Regions from separate parts of the Mus musculus genome. Here region 2 is linked to region 1. Evidence: chromatin contacts called from public Hi-C data. All regions are on one chromosome and are shown on one strand. The core of a region is the stretch at or near the end of the contact, and the rest is flanking DNA. Distances in the headings are between cores, read along the strand shown. Region 1 holds the start of AI463229 (a long non-coding RNA gene). Region 2 overlaps Gm40918 (a long non-coding RNA gene).

Region 1 (3,908 bases), core at 947-3,446:
CTCACTCTCAACCATTTGCCAAAGGTCCTCCCTCTGATTGGGTAGCTCATAGGGTTTTGCACAGAAGGGGAGGGCAGGTGGCAACATGATACCCAGAGAATTAGAACATAAGGCACTACCTTATCTGCCGGGGATATTTCCACCCAGCAGTGAAGCCCTGGTTGACTATGAGGCACATCCTGACTTCTAACCCAGTCTCTGGGAATACAATACATCGGAGGCTTGCTTAATCAAAAAGCCCGCCTGGCTGACACATCTTATTGTTCGCCCGTTTAATGGTGAGACTATAGGCATATTCTTAAGAGGCCTTGGGATATTAAAAACTAAATTAAAAAAACGATTGTTGGGATTGTTTAAATAGTAGGCATGTACACACCATTGCTATAGGTGTAAATGAAATGACCTTGGAGGCTCATGGGTAAAGACTTGGTCTCCAGTGTGGCGCTGTTAAAAGCTTGTAGAGACATTAAGAGATGGGTTTTAGAGTCTTTGTGCGTATGTCCCTGACCAGGATAGTGTGTCCCTGGTCCTCCTTTCTCTCTTTTTCACTTGTTTCCATCATGATGTCCTGTGTGGCTAATCAGTCACAGAGTGAAACTTCTAGAACTTATTAAAGCAAAACTCTTTTTCCTTATGGCTGTTTATTTTCAACACATGTTTAGTAATGAAAAGCTAACCTACCTACGGTTTTAAAAATTTTTTTTCTTGTAGATATTTTCATCATAAAGACAGTGAATTTATTTAGTAAAAGAAGTCTGTAACCAAAACTGACAAAGGCAACCTTACCATCACAGAGGGAACTCTGTGAAGCATACAAGATGAACAAAGTAATTAGTGTATTTACGAACCAGGGATTGTTGCATAGTTCAAGGATGCGGAAGGTAAGAAGAGAGGCAGAGTGGTACTTGGGCAATGAGCCACTGAGGCTAAGTGTGCCTGTGGCTTCTCACTCCCTTTGGTAGCAGGACCCAATTTGATCCTTTGAAAATGAAGTATGACAAGTGTCATGATTTGAATGCACCCCCCACCCCCAGAGGTCACATGCTAGATGAAAACTCATTTCCAATAAAATCATGATGGGAGGTGAGGCCAAATAGAAAGCCATGGAGGAACCACCATCATGAGTGGATTAAAGCCATCACTGGGGGTTGGGTTCTTCATAGAAGGACGACGTTAGGGCTGGAGGCATGGCTCAGCAACTCAGACTGCTTGATGCTCTTACAGAGGACTGCAGTTCAGTTCCCAGCATTCATAGGTGAGCAGCTCACAGATACTGTAATTCCAGAACCAGTACAGTACCAGATTCCAGCATCTTTAGTCTCCAGTGGCCCCTGTACACAATTATAAGGCCACATTCTCTAATGAGGGTTTATTGGCAGTTAATGGCTGCTGGAGAAAGGGGAGTCACCATACCCATGCTCACAAAAGCAACCCTAATTAAACTCAGGAATCATTAAAAAAAATGACATGAAAGTACAAAAGTCTTCTAGGAAGGCTGGGTTAAAGGATAAGAAATGGTTAAGGGGGGATACAATCAGATACACACTAAATAAATACTAATATTTCATTAAAACATGTCACCCTGGCTGGGTGGAGTGGTGCATGCCTTTAATCCCAGCACTCAAGAGACAGGCAGACAGCTCTGTGAGTTCAAAGTCAACCTTGTCTACCTAGCGAATTCCAGGCCAACCAGGGCTGCATCATGAGACCTCCCCACTACCTAAACAACAAAACAACAGCAAGGCTTGAATGAAAAGGTGTCCTGTGAGGAGTGGCGTTCTTGGGGTGACTACCATTTCTGGACCAATCAGCATAAAGGACACACATTGCTCAATGGGTCCTGAGCCACAGTTGGTTAGGAGCAAGGTGGTAGGGTGGCTAGAGGAAACAATGGTGCATTGTATAAAGTCTCTCAAGAAGGCATTTGGAACGGTTTCACTATAAGGAAATGGGCTGAGGGCCGGTTTAGCAAGTGCAGGATGTGAGCTTGATCATCTCCGGCACCACAAAAAAGAAAAAAGGATATGCTTATCCTATTTTAAATATTACCAAGTGTGTGCATGTACCAAACACCATATGGTGCCCTATAAGTGTGCACAGTCCTTATGGTTTAACAAATCAGTTAAAAGTGAAAAATTAAAATAAAATAAAAAAAAAGATTGAACCAAAAGAACATGCTCTTGGTCTTTCTAAGGTAGAGTGCCAGTCTCCATTGCAAACAGTGGCCCTTGAAAGAGCAAGCTTCAAGGAAGGACAGGCAGGGGGGGCATCCTGAAGCCTGTCAGAACCGTGGGCCTTATCCAAAGGGAAAAAGTAGCTGTCACTTGTTAGAGCAGAGTCCTCGGCACAGTGTGTCCGTCCTGTTTGGAAGTGTTCCCAAAAGGACTCGTGAGCTCTGTGCCATCAAGTACTTCCCTTCATCAAGCTGAGGAGGTGAGAGCTGGAAATGAGTACTGGACAAGGGAGGGGGGAGGGAGAAGGAGGGGGAGGGAGGGAGGGAGAGAGAGAGAAGAAAAGAAAGATGGAAGGAGGGAGGGGGAGGGGGAGGAGAAGAGAGGAGAAGAGGAGAGAGGAGAGGAGAGGAGAGGAGAGGAGAGGAGAGGAGAGGAGAGGAGAGGAGAGGAGAGGAGAGGAGAGGAGAGGAGAGGAGAGGAGAGATGTAGATAGGAACAGAGTGGAAGGAAAGAGGAAGAGCGAGGGAAAAGAGCGAGGTGCAAGAATCCTTCATATTCCCAGAGAGCAGGACTGCACAGACAGCTCTAGAACTGTTCGTGGTTGGGACGTCCAGTTCTGCGCAGTAGTTTAGAACCACAGACGGCTGGTTCTAGTCAAAGTCTTACTAAACCTTGGAGGAAGGTCACTTTTACCAAAGCGAAAGGCAGAAAGGCTGACTTGTAGCAGACGGGAGCTTGGTTCAGAATGTGGTTAACCCTTGTCCAGAGGAGACAGAATGTGCCCCTTCTGAGGGCTCGTGGAACCCTTCTCGCCGGTGCTTCCTCCTACGCAGGGCTCTGCCCTTACAGCTGGAATGCATCCCGCTGCTGGAGGCCACAGGTGCCACACACTTCTTCGTTGTGCCACAGATTAATCCACACGGTCAGGACTGTTGCTGGGGAACTCCAGCCGGCAAAGAATTCCAGTGGGTCAGAGACAAGTTGGTGTAAGTGCTGGCACGGCGCGGCTCACCTGTTGTGTGATTAAGTCATGAGCTGCCGGTTGTTGTCTTTGGGACAAGGCCAGGCAGCATTTGTTCAAGGGAAGAACGAGGCTCTGTGTGCTGTGTGACTGTATCAATAGTCACGGGCAAACAGATTCCCGCAGAAGGGTAGAATGGGAAGTGGGCGGTGCAGACAAAGCAGCTGTGTGGAAAGATATCTCCGTCAAGAATGGGTTGGTGGCGAGGAACAAAAACTCCCTTAGCCGGAGTAGAAATGGGATCTGTTGATGGTGTCGGGGAACTCAGGAAACATGGAAGGAAGGTGAGGCTGACGTCATGGGAACTGGAGGCCTCTCTAGGAGCTCCTCACTCCCTGACCTGCTCTCTCACCTCTTGGGTAGGTCAACCTCATTCCTCTTTCTTGACAGGAGGCTTCTTTCCAAGGCCTCTCTCTCTTATGACTTGGGCCTGTATGAGGATTGCGGTTGCCATGGTGCCCATGAGTCCTCCACCTCACCACAGCCTTAGGCTACTCCCCAGCAAGATACCCAGTGTTTGCCAGTGATGGACCCAATATTCCCAGGAAGGCCTGTAGTAGTCTTTAGCAAAGCACTCAATATTCTCCAGGGAGGGACTCAGTACTCACTGTCAAGATGGGCTCTTTCAGGAGTTCTTTGAAAATGACTCCGTGTGTGTGTGTGTGTGTGTGTGTGTGTGTGTGTGTGTAGGTGGTATGCCACAGGACAAATGT
Region 2 (3,908 bases), core at 955-3,454, 48 kb before region 1:
AAGTAGGGCTTGAAGCAGAAGGCATGTGAGAATGTTGCTTGCTAGCTGCCTCTCTAGCTGGTGTGCAGTCAGCTTTCTTCATCAGCCAAGACCCAACTATCTAGGGATGCTGCTGCCCACAGTGGTCTGGGCCCATCTGCATCAACCATCAATAAAGACAATCTCTCACAGACATGGCTTCATGCTAATCTGATTGAGGCAAGCCTTCAACCGAGGCTTCCTCTTTGTAGCTGATTCTAGGTTACATTTCACTAATGGTTGTGTCAATAAAAACCATGAGAATGGGCAACATTCTCAGATGGACTTCCTGGCTGTGATCAAATTCAGTGACTTTTCTCCTTACATGGTAGTCATTGAGACCTTATGGCTTGGAATAGTGTAGTCTCATAAGGGGACACCAATGACCTTTAAGGAGCTTAAATAAGGGGCTCAGCAGTCATAGTGACATAATAATCACCCAAAGAGCCCAGGACCAGAGGTAGTGGCTGCTCTCCTTTCTTTCACAGAGGAAGGAGAACTGTTGCAGGCGTGGGGGAAGCCTAAGCTCAGGAGGCTCAGGCTTAGCACTGGACGTTTTGGGCTATGCAGCCCTGTGTGGTGAGTCCTGTTCCTTGCATTTTTGCATGTTCACAGCCTTTTTGACCTCTACTCACTGAGTTCTAATATTAGCAAATCTTCCCCCAACAGGTTTTGCCCATGAAAAATGTCAACACATATCGCCAAATATACCCCGAGGAACAAAATTACTTCAGGTGGAGCATTAGTATCACCAGGAGATCAGAAGTCTAGACACCGAAGTCGGGGGTGGGGGTAGGGGTGGGGTCATGGGAGGGTGGTGGTGGTGGAGGGGGTATCCATTCAGTTGCCCTCAAATGGTCCAAACCTGAGTGGAACTCTAAGCTGGAGGCTAGAAGTACCATAGGCTTCATCTTGAAAGTCTCCTGAGGAGAGCCAAAGTCAGTTACTGGTGAGTAGAAGCAGGAGCAGGAAGCAGGAGCAGGAAGCAGGGTGCCCGAGGGTGGTATTCCACATCAGGTGTTACTGGGTGGCCTATCTATGGGTGTCATTTACAACACACACCATCTGGCAGCTTCACCTCTTAACTAGTCTTGCTAAGAACATGGTGAACTCTTAAAGTCCTCATTTAAAAATGCTCCACAAACAAAAAGCTCAGGGCCTTGGGGGCAAAGCCTTGGCCTTTTTGTTTGCAGATCTGTTTGAGACAGAGGGTTTCATGTGCAATTCAGGAGCACAGGTGCCTTCTGCAGAAGGCTGGCTTAACAAGACCCACCTGCTATGACAGGGCACCAAGGCTAGAGTCTGGGAGACTGGGTAAAAGGTAACAGAAATAGTAAGGGCCTGGGTCTAAGATGGAATGGTTGCTGGAGAGGGGAGGAGACAATTAGACAATGTAGCCAGTTGGTCTTGGGTGTGTGTGAGGAAGAGGAAGTTGGGAAGAGCCCAGGCTGTCTGGTTGTTTGAGCATCACGTTTTGGTAGGTGCCCAGGATGAAGAGGATAAGAGTGGTGAATTTGGGTAGCTAGTTGGGACAATGAAGGAAATGACTGCAGTGTTGGATCCGGGAGCCTAGGATCCAGAGGCAGGTCTGGAGATAAGGTTTATGAGTCATGCTATGCAGGTAGCAGTTGAAGCTGTGGGTGGGATAGCCCAGGGGACTGTGTGTAAGGAGACAGGCTGGAGAGGGTAGGTGAAGACCTGAGAAACCACAGCTGCTTTCCGTTCCGATTCAAATCCTACTCAAGTCCTTTGTCCCATGATCCTCATCCAAACCCACAGCCCACATCGATTGCGTCATCCTTCACTCCTCCCAGGAATCTGAGTTTCTTGTCATGTTCCACCTAACGTGGGACCGCACTGAGTTGTCTTGGGGCCAACAAAGGTATTTTTTGTTCTTTGCTGCTAGGGTTTGCTTTTTGCCTTTGAAACCTGTTGCTAGGTCTAATGAAAGCATGGCTCTCATTTGGGGTGGGGGTGGGGGGGTCTCATTTCTGCTTCCTCCAAATCAGTTAGCCCTGGGCACAAATCCTCCCTATGTGTGTTTTGATGGGCCCCCTGCTACAGGAGCTTCATTAAAGATTCTGGTTCGGTGAACGTTTTGATTAGAGGACAAAGCTCAGGTCCCCTAGAAAGAGTTCACAATCCATTTCCTCCTTGCCAACACTGGGGCTCAGGGCTGACTCAGTAAGTCAATATGTCTCGGGTCTGCTTGGTGGATCCCAAACCCCGTTTCGGAGAGCAATCTGGAAGGAGAGATAGTCGTCTGTGCCCTTACTTTTAAGCAGATGGCCAGTGGTTTATTTTTTACTACAAATTAGTTAGACGGTGATGCTGGACAGTAGAGCATGGGAATCATTGTTTATTTTGGGAAAAAAATTAAGATTCCATTAATCCAGCTGTAATGGGGGATCAGTACTGGAAAGACTGGTTAGGGACCTTCATGAGCCAGGTTGCTGGAAGGAAGGATGGCTCAGAAGCACTGCTCAGTGCTTTCTCTGCTAACTGGGGTTATCTGCCAGCGAAGGTGCAGCTGATCCCTGGGACATTTGCACCAGGCAGTTTCTGAACTTTAACCTACTGTCGCAATCAGGATTCTGTGTGCGTATGTGGGAGTCACAGGATCTGGGCCCCCAAGCAGGGGTTACTAGACTACAGGCATGCTCTGACTGTACCTGGCCCAGGCTGCAAAGGGTGCCATGGCCTGTGGGTTAGTTCTTGTGTATAAACAGGGGCTGGGCATCCAGTGAGACACCGTGACTCCTGGAGAAGGCAGTGTGATTCAGAGAGCTTGGTCTCTCCACGGGGGCTCCCCTCTGCTCCAGGGGCAGAGGTTGACAGTGTTTGTGACAACGATTGGGTCGTCCTATTGTTTGCTCATCTGGCTGTGTGCTCTGAGTGTGCACTCTTGGTTGTTTGTTTTTTCCTCCAGAGATTTTAGATGATTTTCCTTCCTGCCCAAGCTGTCTGTGGACCGACAGTGTGAATCACAAGGTGATTGCCCTGCATTCACCATGCAGAGCACCCAGACGTGTTTCAGCTGAACAAGTGCTGGGAGTTCCAGCTTTGCAAAGTCAGGGCTGATACTTGCTTGGCACTGGCAGGCGTTTCCACCCTTTGCTTCTGCCCAGAGTTCTCCTTTTTCTCTGCACTACCCCTCTGTCGTGCTTGCCACCATCCTTCCTCCTCCTCTGGATTCTTTAGCCCAAGGATGCACAGTGGCTTTCTTTGAACTGACTGAAGTTTTCCATGCTGCAAGTTAGGAGGATATTTGTCCCTAGCCTACATACCCAAACTCATTTCAGCCTTTCTGTATCCTTTTAGGTTTAAAGGCATCTCAGGAAGCAGATGAGCAACTCCATTTAGGACAGTGCCATTACTACTAGTAGACCCTACTCTGTCTCTTGTTACTTCTTCATATATGTGACATTTGTAACAGTGGGTAATGTAATCTCACTTTTTTTTTTTTTAATTTCACTTTGGCAAGAGGCACAGTGGGGTGAGAAGAAAAGTGTACTAAGTGGGCCTTCCCCATCTTTACTTTGGATATGAAGCCTCAGGACAGAGGTTAAGTGGACTTCGGATGGGAGAGGGTTGTAGGAGTGGGAAACAGAGGCAGAGGAAGGGCAGCTTGGCCTTTGCAGGCTTGGAATTCTTCATCTTTCCATCCCACTGGTGGAGTAACTGGAGAACTACTTTCTCTTCCCTGTAGACCAGAGGGACCTGATGGGTAGCCCAGAGGATATGGCCAGCTGTTGGCTGCTGGAAACTAAATGAGAGGACAGTCCAGATGCAGTTGCCATATTGGCAGTGACTCTGTCCTTTCCCTCTTTGGAGGTGGGGTGAAGGCTGTGAGGGTGTCCCACAGTCCCAAGAAGGCCCAGGGCAAATTC

Evidence for each region. Hi-C and Micro-C count contacts between places; a contact is called where the count stands out from the background.
Region 2: a contact with region 1 is called in a Hi-C map of liver, with 1.6 times the contacts expected there. The contact joins the enhancer-like site here to the promoter of AI463229 in region 1. A contact is called at or near these places in 1 of 15 datasets of contacts at CTCF or cohesin (CD8 T cells), 7 of 484 Hi-C or Micro-C datasets (the HPC-5 cell line, the HPC-7 cell line, liver and 3 more) and 4 of 115 datasets of contacts at active chromatin or transcription factors (CD8 T cells, the HPC-7 cell line, embryonic stem cells and 1 more).

Annotation. Positions count from the first base shown.
Region 1 is chr13:37,666,023-37,669,930 of GRCm38.p6, reverse strand. AI463229 (a long non-coding RNA gene) reads left to right here and starts at 2,196. Exons shown (of 3, transcript XR_382206.3): 1 at 2,196-2,433.
Region 2 is chr13:37,714,242-37,718,149 of GRCm38.p6, reverse strand. Gm40918 (a long non-coding RNA gene) reads left to right here. Exons shown (of 3, transcript XR_873258.2): 2 at 507-597; 3 at 688-768. Among named protein-coding and RNA genes, the nearest start is that of Gm40918, 19 kb to the left of the region's middle. Within about 2 kb of position 2,204, at least 44 of the 459 cell types and tissues checked have an H3K27ac peak or open chromatin away from gene starts, as enhancers often do. A contact at or near this core is called in liver and pancreatic cancer cells, where this site is marked.